2 separate regions of the Mus musculus genome follow, and region 1 is linked to region 2. Evidence: chromatin contacts called from public HiChIP or PLAC-seq data. All regions are on one chromosome and are shown on one strand. Each heading gives the region's core, a stretch centred on a gene start, on an enhancer-like site or on the middle of the called end of the contact. The rest is flanking DNA. Distances are from core to core; before and after follow the strand shown. Region 1 holds the start of Nkx3-2 (NK3 homeobox 2). Region 2 has its middle 530 kb from the start of Gm35380.

The links. HiChIP or PLAC-seq counts read pairs in DNA pulled down with a chosen protein or histone mark.
Region 1: an H3K4me3 HiChIP or PLAC-seq map of embryonic limb bud shows a contact between it and region 2, with 8 times the contacts expected there. The contact joins the promoter of Nkx3-2 here to the enhancer-like site in region 2. A contact is called at or near these places in 11 of 39 promoter capture datasets (the C10 cell line, HPC-7-derived erythroid cells, cranial neural crest and 7 more), 3 of 484 Hi-C or Micro-C datasets (the HL-1 cell line and embryonic stem cells) and 12 of 115 datasets of contacts at active chromatin or transcription factors (craniofacial prominence, embryonic basal ganglia, embryonic forebrain and 8 more).

Annotation. Positions count from the first base shown.
Region 1 is chr5:41,761,906-41,767,161 of GRCm38.p6, forward strand. Nkx3-2 (NK3 homeobox 2) reads right to left here and starts at 2,315. Exons shown (of 2, transcript NM_007524.3): 1 at 1,574-2,315; 2 at 1-272. The coding sequence starts at 2,039. It overlaps Gm46910 (a long non-coding RNA gene), which reads left to right and starts at 730. Exons shown (of 2, transcript XR_001784850.2): 1 at 730-1,098; 2 at 2,919-3,180.
Region 2 is chr5:41,084,208-41,089,348 of GRCm38.p6, forward strand. No RefSeq gene overlaps it. Among named protein-coding and RNA genes, the nearest start is that of Gm35380, 530 kb to the right of the region's middle. Within about 2 kb of position 3,759, at least 4 of the 459 cell types and tissues checked have an H3K27ac peak or open chromatin away from gene starts, as enhancers often do. A contact at or near this core is called in embryonic limb bud and neural tube, where this site is marked.

The DNA.
Region 1 (5,256 bases), core at 1,065-3,564, 680 kb after region 2:
TGTGAGCTTCAGCGAAGCTGCCAGGTCTGCGCGCTCCGGCCCGGACAGGTAGCGCTGATGGTTAAAGCGGCGCTCCAGCTCGAAGACCTGGGCGTGCGAGAAGGCGGCCCGGGAGCGCTTCTTTCGCGGTTTAGGGGCTGCGGGCTCTTCCTCCTCCTCCACGCCGCCCGCCTGCCCGCCGCTAGCCCCGCTGCCCGCGGCGCCGCGCAACCCAGGCACGCGTGCACCTCCAGGGCTAACGCTGTCATCCTCGCCTCTCGGGCTGTGGTCGCCTGCGGATTCCGGTAGGAACAAAAAGCAAAGAACCTGTCAGACTCGCAGAGGGGAAGATGGGTCTCGGTTGCTGTGGTTTCTTGCGGAAGATTGGCAAGGGAACCCACTTTGAGCCTACTGAAAGGGGAGGAGAAGTTCCAGAGGGTTCTGTTTCAGAACTCTGTCCTCCACGCTTCTCACATAATGTATCTTTTCTGCTGCTTGCTAGAGCAGTAGGGGAACAGCTCTTCCCGAGTTTTCCAGGCCCCAGATTTCCTGCAGGAATGTAGGATACTTGGCCTGAACATATCCACAAGTTTTGTTCTGTACTTAGCCCTGAATCGTGGCTTTCTACACTGAATTTCTGTTTCGAGTTGTACAGCACACCTTTGCACACCCACACCCACACATCCGTTGACTACAGGAAAGAGGAAGGTGGTGGTGGGGAAGGGTGCAGATCTTGAGGTCAGAGGTATAGAGAGTCTTCCGTCCTAAGAACCCAGAACTGTCAGGATACGGCAACAGGGAACAACGCGAGGCCCCAGTACACTTGCCTCCCTGTTCTTTGCATGAAAATAAAGGGAAGCCGGGTGCAGACAGTGAAGACCCTGATCTGAACCCCGTTTCCCAGCCTTTTCTGTGCTTCCTGCAGCACCGCCTGCAAAAGAAGTCAGCGCTCTGGCCGGCTCGAAGCCTATGCGAGGCCTACAGCAGACTGTACCCAATAGAAGCCAGCAGCCGGCCTTTCAGACTAAGAAATATACCCGTGAGTGGATACAGAGTCTTGACGATCCAGCGCCTCCCAGACCACCTCAACCACACTTCCCCACCATCTCCCGCCTTCAGGTAACTGCTACTTTTGTTTCTAGCTCCCTAGGTACTCAGCCAAAGGCTGTTTTGCCAGTCCTGGGGTAAGGGAAGTTAAACGCGCCCTTTCCCAAGGCTCCCCACTCCTACGCTGTGACAGGATCTGCAGTCGTTGGCATGGCTGTGTCAGGGATCTACCTCATAGATTTTTGGTCCCCCTTTCCTAAATCTAGAGATTTTAAATGGGCACAGCTGAGGCACTGCAGATGAACTCAAAGTTCTTGGTGCAGAGCGCAGGCCACATAGTACCAGGACACCCGGCTCTAAGAAGCTCACTTGCTTCAGGTTTGGGGCAGCGCGCGCCAACGCGAAGAACTTGGAGACTTCGCTAGCACTAAGCCCGGCAGGGCGTCGTGTTCCCACAGTAGGCCCACCCCGCCTCAGAGTGCTTGACCTCTTAACCCACCCCCTTCAGCCCAGCCCCCTTCCTGGAGAACCCCCCGCAGCAGCAGACCTGAAACGCTGGCTGACATCTCGCTGTCGCTGCGGACCGGGGCTTCCTCCTCCAGGTCCTTGGCGGCGTGCAGCTCGCAGCCTGGCTGGTCCAGGCCCAGGGTCACCCTGGCGCGGCCGGTTCCACTGGCTCCCGGGACATCGGCGCAGCGCCTCCTGCCCTCGTTCTCTTCGCTCAGGGCTGAGTCTGAGTCCCAACCTCCCGGACTCTCTGCGCTCTGCCCCACGGCTGTTCTGGTTCGGGCGGGAGATGCCAGAAGAGAGTCCTCGGCGCCCCCCAGCGCACCGGCCTCGGTCTCCCCGAAGATCCGCCAGCAGCAGACGGCGGGCGCCGCGGTCACCGCCACCTCTGTGCCCCCTGGTGCCGGGCGCCCCTCCGGCGTAGCCAACCCGCCGCGCTCCTCTTTCTTGTTGAGGATCGCCTGGATGGAGAAGGGCGTCAAGGTGCCGCTGCCGCGCACAGCCATCTGCGCCGCAGATCGGAGCCGGCAGCCAGGAGGGCAACTGGGGCGCGGGGACAGCTTCGAGCCTGACACGGAGCTCTGGGCGACCTCAGCGCGAGTGAGAGGGGCGCGCCAGGCCCCCGCAACCCACTCCTGCGCAGCACAGCAGCCCCCGCCCCCCTCAGTTCCAGGATCCGCGCCGACCCTCACCCCACCTCACAGGCCCACCTCGCCAGGACCCCCTCCCCTGGAATCCAGCGCCAGATGCTCTTCTCCTACAGCCCGGCCGATTATCTCTTCGCCCGTGGCCCTCTGGGGACCGGCCCGGGTCTGTCCTCTGGGGAGAGGCCGGCGAGAATTGTCAAGGGTCCTCTCCGCGTCTGCAGTCGCCTCCGGAGCGCCGCCGAGGCGCACCGCCCAAAGTCACTTTTTCTGTGCGCCTCTGTCTTCCCGGCCTGTAGGGCTTCGCTCCTGGCGGGTCCTCCCTCTTCCCCTCTGGGCTGGCTTTTCCGGAGCCTACTCCTCTGGCGCCCGCAGTGACAGCTGAGGCCCCTAAAATCGGAGAAGAGCGGGGACACCTTTTACCCTCTGCCGGGGTTTTATCTGTTTCTTCTCTTTGCTTCTGCGTTCCACTGTACCCCCCCCCCCCTCCCATCAGAGTGTCATTCCTCACCGCTGAGTGACAGCATCGGGCCACGCCCCTTCACTAGCTGTCCTGGGCTCTCCCGGCAGTGGATTGGCTGGTTCCAACTGGAGGCCGTTGACTTTAAGAGACTCTAGTCCACCAGTTGAGTAGCAAAAGACAGGGTCTGATTTAACCCCTTCCCTCCTAAACCTGGTTCTCAGTAGCATCCTTCAGCATCGAGGAGAACCATCATCCCGAAACTTTGTTTCTGATTTCAGTTCCGATAACCATCGACTCTAGCGCTTTTCTGGAACACCAGTATGAACCCCAGCTCAAAATTTCGGCGAAAACTCAACAGAAAGCATCTCCAGATGTGACGTATAGTTTCTGTTCTCTAGGAAGGAGCCCAGAGTCGAAGAACAAAATTCATCTTTTTTTTTCCTTCCACTCTTAAAGTTTCTCAGCTGTTTCTCTGCTAATGCTCTTTACTGAAGTAATCTGATAATTAAAATCACTCTACTAAGTACTCCTATCATTTTACGTTTGATTGGATTGGATTTCTGTAGACGACTTAAAAAGCTAGGTTGAAAAATATTAGTTAAGCACCAAGTGGGGCGAGGAATTGGAAAGCATTTGGGTAGAGAATTTTTGGAGCTGGGTATTCGTCTCCTTGGGCAATCAACTCTGAATTTAATTGGATTTGTTCAATTTGTTTTACATCAAGAAGAAAACATAAAAATGCTTTTAATTTGTTCTTTAAATATTCTGTTTCTTGTGAGTTGAGAAGGAGTAGATAAGTTTGAAAGAGACTAGCTGGGAGTTACACAATAGTGAGATCCAGAACTGAGATTTAATGCCCTTAAAAATAAGAACCAAGTTATTTTACTCACTAGAAGGAAGTAAATACAAAATATAAACATTGTGGTTATGTCAAAACATATGTTGCCTATTTACTAAACATCTTTTTAATGACAAGTTTGTTCAAGTGACAAATCTTACTGACTGCTCCACAAATGTGACCCGAGGCTTGGTCCAATACACAAGCTTGAACCTCTGAACACATTTAAATAGTTGTGATGTTAATTTCAGAAGCTGAGGAGGCCACTTCATTGGTGTCATTAAAATAGGGAAGGCCTCCTGCAGCTGCTTCCCAGAGCTGATCCGCACTGCGGGGGAGAAATCGTTACCCAGTCAAAGTCGTCCGCCTCGCCTCGGGAGGAAGGTTAGAAACTTGTAGACTTCGTGGCTTGCAGTTGCCTGTTTTCCTGCCCTATGAAGATGCTGCAGGGTCCCTTGGGGTAAGGGATGGGCCTCTCTTGAAGGGGCTACAACTCTTCATAGTTCTTCACAATTGTGTAAGTTTTGAGGGAAAGATTTAAATTCGTTGTTAGTAGCTGGCAACTATAACAGCCAAGGGACTAACTTCTGGCTAGGACAAGGATCCAATGAAATGCTTAAGAGGTTTCAAAATGAGGCTCTCCACTCCCCCTTCAACATTTTCATGCTTTTATTAAAATCGATTTTCTCTTCTCTGCATCCCATGCTGGGTGTTGAGAATGTGTATAGCTATCTTGACTTAGGGGCTAGTGGAGGACGAGGGACAAAGCTTGATAGAAAAATGAGGTTACTCAGGTGCAGAGCATGTGTGTGATGGCCTGTGGACATGGGGCTCTCTCGGTGGGGACAAGAACCAGTGAGCTCTGGACATGCTGATGGACAAGAATATCCAAGAGTGTAATACCTGAGCGCTAGGGTTAGGTTTGGGTATCCATATGCTTATTTGAAGTAATGATTACTACTTATTTGGCAGAAATAACCGGTTTTGTTTTGTTTTGTTGTCTTTTTTATCTCAAATCACAAGTTGACAAGAGGTAAGTGGCAGACATTTTTGAAGCTCGGAAAACCACTTGTTCGGTCATTTTAAAAGTTGTTGGCATTGCTGGTTTTTGCATGAGAATAACGAAATGGTTTCAATCCGCCTCTCCAGGAGGCGCGGGGCGACGGAGTTTGCCAGAGGTTAGCAGATCGTTAGGTCTAGTGAGTGACCGGTGCAGGCAGGGCCAGAAGGAGATGTGTTTGGAAGAAGATAAACACTCGGTTCTGAGCTACGGAGAGAGGAAGCCCCTGAAAGAGTAAGAAGTGAGAAGAGATGAAAAGGCGTTGGGGGCTATGGCCGGATGCACTGAAGTACCTAGAGTACATCCTGAGTCAAGGTCAGCTCAAGAGGTCAGAGGAGGTCTGGAACTGCTCGGCTAGCATAGGCATACCCCCCCAACCCCCTTCGAGGACAACGTGGGTGATAGCCTCTAGGCTAAGCATCCAACTTCGGAAAACCCGTGACTGCTGACAACTGTGGCTCTTGGCCTGGCGCAGGCGCTGCTCTCCGGCCTGGACTGAGCAGGAGTCGAACGAGTTAGGGGTTCTGTTTTGCGACAAGATCTGTCATCATTCTGCGCCTGTCTTCGTGGCCGCACGCCCTTCTCACCTCCCAGGTTCCACACATTCATACATGTATTCCTCTTCTCTTCTCTTCTCTTCTCTTCTCTTCTCTTCTCTTCTCTTCTCTTCTCTTCTCTTCTCTTCTCTTCTCCCCCCAATCTGTTCCTTCTCCAGCTG
Region 2 (5,141 bases), core at 2,509-5,008:
TAATGGGGAAAGATCTTCACAAACCCTACATTTGACAGAGGACTAATATCCAAAATTTATTAAAAAAACTCAAGAAATAAGATAACAACAAACTAAATAACCCAATTAAAAATGTGGCAAAGAGCTAAAAAGAGAATTCTCAACACAGGAATCTCTAATGACCAAAAGGCACTTAGAGAAATGTTTAAAGTCCTTAGCAATCAGCAGATGCAAATCAACACAACTCTGAGATTCCATCTTACACCTGTCAGAATGGGGGAAGCTCAAAAGCTCAAGTAATAGCACATGCTGGCAAGGATGTTGTGCAAGGGAAACACATTTGCATTGCTGGTGGGTGTACAAACTTGTATAATCTAGAGTCAAGATGGACCCAAGGTGGTCCAAGAGATTAAACCACCAATGAAAGGGCATTCATGGGCTGGACATAGCCTCCCTACTGATTTGTAGCAGATGTTTTCCTTGGTCTTCATGTAGGTCCCCTAACAATTGTAGCAGGAGCTATCTCTGAATTCATTGCCTGCCTTTTGATCCCCTTCTCCTAACTGGGTTGCTTTGTCTGACCTCAGTGGGAGAGGAGGCATTCAGGCTTACTGAGACTTGGTATGCCAGGGCAGATTTGGTACCCACGGGGTTCTTCCTTCTCTGAGGAGAAGGGAAGGGGGGAATAGGAGGAGGGTTATGTGAGGGTGGATCAGGGAGGAAGTGAGGTATGTGGACTGTGATTGGGATGTAAAGTATATATATATTAATTAATTAAGGCATATTATCATTGGGGAACTAGAAGAACTAGATGTATCTGAATCCTAATGTACATGGGTAGAAGGAAAGTCACAGGGTGGTAGGGAAGAGACGATGGACAGAAGGGCATATTGTGTTGACTAAGTCCTCAAATATTCATTATTCTGGAAGACACGCTAATCTGGTCTTCCTTTTTCAAAATTTATTCTGGCTAGAATGAGACAAATGAATGTGTTAGAAGTAGTTTGGTACCAGCCTGACAAGAAAGGAGTATATTTCAGTAAAAAAGAGATGAAAAGTGATGCGTTAAGGTGGAACAAGGAGATAGCAACTGTGTGAAGTTAAGAAGGGGGGATTCTTGGAGCTCCTCCATTGATTATTCATTGGATGACAGAATGAAAGACCCAGCGTGATGTCCATGTTTATGGCTTGGGTTGCTGCTGCATGCTGGTGTCATTGCCTTATTTTAGGATGCTAAAAGGACAGTCTGCAGTAACAAATTATGGAACATTTTGATTTGGACCATTGCAGGAAGATGAAATCTTTAATCTATCTTGCCAGCTGCTCTTCAGTTCTGACAAAGTTAAAAGGGTGGATCAATAGTTCAGTTAGGTGCTTTGTCAAAAAAAAAATAGTTATCCAAGTATCAGATAAGATGAACTTAATTAAGAAAAGTATATCTAGTTTAAAAAAATGGAAAGATAAAGAAGGTTAGATGTCTGTCATGCAAAAGTATAAGTCCAGGAATAAAGCATAACAACCCAGAAAGTGTCCCAAAAAAAAAAAAATCAGGTTAGAGATAAGAGTTTGATCTTAAGAAAGGTGGTCTATTGAAAGCCAAGATAGAAGAGAAACATTATGCAACATGACACTCTAAGTCAGAAAGGAACTCTAAGATAAGTGTATCCATAGAGTTTGGAAATTTACTCCTTTTTTAGAATGATTTTAATGTAAGTAAAGACACACTCTGGCTCTTTCCACCTGAAGACAATGCTAGCAAGAGTAAACTCTAATGCACTTGGATGTAGCTGTGGCAAGAGAACTCTTTAATCTATCCAGAAGCCATTGTGGCTGTTGCTTCAACTATGGGAGTCTCCAGCATTTATGTTAGTTACTTGGAAGATTCTTTACAAATATTAACTCAGAGTCTAGTTTTATAAATCAGAGAAAGACTTAAAAAGAAAGAAAAGGTCAAAAGGTCCATCAAGTCAAGACAATGAAAGGCTATTCACAGAATTTCTAATATTTGCCCAGCTGTGTTTTTGATAACATATGACTTTATTCCTGCAAAGTCTAGAGCAGCAGTTCTCAACCTGTGAGTTGCAACCCCTTTGGAGTATAAACAACCATTTCACTGGTGTCAGATATTTGATATTCTGGATATCAGATATTTACATAACATTTCACAACAGTAGTAAAATTAGTTAAGAAGTGGCAACAAAATAATCATGAGGAACTGTATCAAAGGGTCACAACATTAAGAAGGTTGAGAACCACTACTCTAGAAGTTAAGTATATGAGAACATTAGAAGGGCCATGCTACACTAGAAGGTTTAGGGGAAGAGCCCTCACCTGTTTCTTTCCAGTTCCCGATGGCTGCTCCTTAGCTGGCAACTACACTTCTTTAGTTTCTACCTCCACCTTCCCTAGCATGACTTCCTTCTTTAACTTTTTTTCTTTTCTTAAAAGACCATAGTTATGTTAGTCAGCATCTTGCATCTGTAATTGCATGAGATATTTAACTTTTAAATAAAGAAGACCATTTTGTGTATATCTTTATTTTAGTCCAAGTATGATTTTTCCTGTTGGTCATGTTCCATGTGAGGAGGCTTATCACAGCAGAAGAATATGAGGCAGAGAAGAAAGAGTCACCTTATGGACATGAAACAAGAAAGAATGTGAGGGGTGTCCATGGTCTCATCATGGTCCATGAGGTGAAGACCTTCTGTTAGAGACCAACTTACAGGTTTAACCAAATGCTCTCTAAAAACATTTACCTTTGGGAGCCACACATGCTCTAATTTATAGCCTGGAGACATAGCTCAATTTAGAACACTTATCTCACATATTTAAGATACTGAGTTAAATCTCCCATACTGAAAAGAAAAAGTATACAATCAATCACTGGATTCAGTTGTCATTATCCATTATAACCTTAAGGTACATTGGTTACAAGGACCAAAATTCTGTTTCTGAGAAAACTCACATCCATTAATACTGAGTAGTTATTATTGTAGTATAAATAGACCCACTTAATGTATAATATCTAAAAACAAAATGGGTACAATGGTAGATGTACTAATAAAAAGAGACTCAGAGAATAAATGAGACATTGTCTTTCAGCCTAAATCATCTCAGCAGAGGAAATACATGTTTATCTATGTAGAAACTTGAGACCAGTGCAGACACAGGAATTCTAATGAAGGGGAAGCACTTTAACATTAGTTTCTTCACAGCATGGGGACACTGAGCATGCAAATAACTCAGCATGTATTGAAGATTAAAAAAAAAAAACTCCTTTGATGAATCTTATGCTAGAAAGATAAGCAGCCATCTGCCAAAAGACAGTATGCATAGTTGAAGAATATTTTTGGCAGATGAACCACAGTGGGCAAAGGTATAGGGTTGTATGAAGACAAGGAATCTCTATCAATTGTCAACGATAGCAAACTCAGGTGGACCTGCAATTACTCCAAATTCCATTTTCCTCCAAGTTCGCTTCTGTAGAGACGGAAAGTGTGAGTGGAAACCATGGCCCTGAGTGTTTATTTTCTGATTAGGTATCTCCTTACCTGTTGTTTCTTTATTGATCCCCAAAGGCCTTAGGGTTTACTGAAATGCACAAGGTAGAAGCAATGATTAATGCGTCCCAGACCAAGGCGCTCACGGTGAGGATGCCTGCCTCCTCACAGAGATGCCATTGTTTCTGTAGAAGACTGTGCCTCGCCCTCTCACACCCCAGCCAGGGCTTCCCTAAGCAGAGTGTTTATGTGTTGAGTGCAACACTCCATGGACTCCAGGGTCTAATGGGGTGTGAGAGGGAACCTGGGGTTTTTCATCTTGTTCTCAGCTGTACAAACACCCTACACCTTCCCCATCTACTCAGGGTCTAGGCTCAAGCCTGCTAATATCCCAGGCTGTAAGTCGTCAGCAGGGACTCCACAAGTGAAAAAGGGGACCCAGTGCCTCCCAGTCTAATGCCAAACACATTCACAGTGTTTATTTTCTTAGCTCCCACCTATGCTCTCAGATAAATGTGTGGATGCTGGCTGATACTTTAAGGACTCTCCAGTTGCTTTATTCAAAGGGAGCAGACTGAGTCCAGAACTGTCCATTCAAGTGGAATCTGTGTACACACACACACACATGGAGAGAGAGAGAGAGAGAGAGAGAGAGAGAGAGAGAGAGAGAGAGAGAGAGAGAGAGAGAGAGAGAGAGAGAATTTCATCAAGACTATCACAATGCAGGATTGTTTATCTTTACTTGTCAAAGATTTTTTTTTCATTCTATTTCGTGGTTATTGTTCAGCTTTATTTTTTTCAATAAGTAAATTGCTTTAGGACTTCTTTGTATTGATTTAAAATTCTCTTTTCCTGGAACAAAAGTAGATTAAGTAGAAAAGAGACACAGTGAAAATAAATGAGCATATGTATGTGGTACTCCACTCAGGTGTTTATCCACTGTGAAGTGCACTGACAATTGTGTCCCACTTAATTCCCATGTCATTGGAAGTAAGTGTTACTATTCTCTTGTCACAGATGAATCACACACACACAAACACACACACACACACACACACACACACACACACACGAGAAAGATATTATGCTTTTTTCTTTGTTCTTTTTGCCCTGAAGCCTCTTCTTTCTCTTTCTCTCCTTTCTTTCTTTCTTTCTTTCTTTCTTTCTTTCTTTCTTTCTTTCTTTCTTTCTTTCTTTCTTTCTCTCTCTCTCTCTCTCTCTTTCCTTTCTCTTAACTAAGCTGCTTTATTACAAGTATTTATAAAAAGGAAAATGAAAAAAGAAGAAAAGAAAAGAAAGAAAAGAGAAGAGAAGAGAGAAAAGGAGAAGAGAGAAAGATAGTTTGAAAATCTTCCAATATTGCATGCACATACATTCTCAGTAGACCTCCCTTCCACTGATATGATTGTTAAGCAACAAAATAGTCAGCTTCTCCTATACTATATTACTAAATTGTATTTTTACTTCATTGTCTAATATTCTAAGCCCTGTGTTATAAACTACATTTGCTGAACTGCCCAACTTTTGGTTAAGGTTTACACTAGTTGATTTATAATTTAGGTATAGTGTCCCTTAGGACAATAATGTCTTTTGAATTCTTATTACCAAGCCCCCTCCTAACAAAACATTCATCTCCTGTCTGTATCTCTGAAATTGAACATT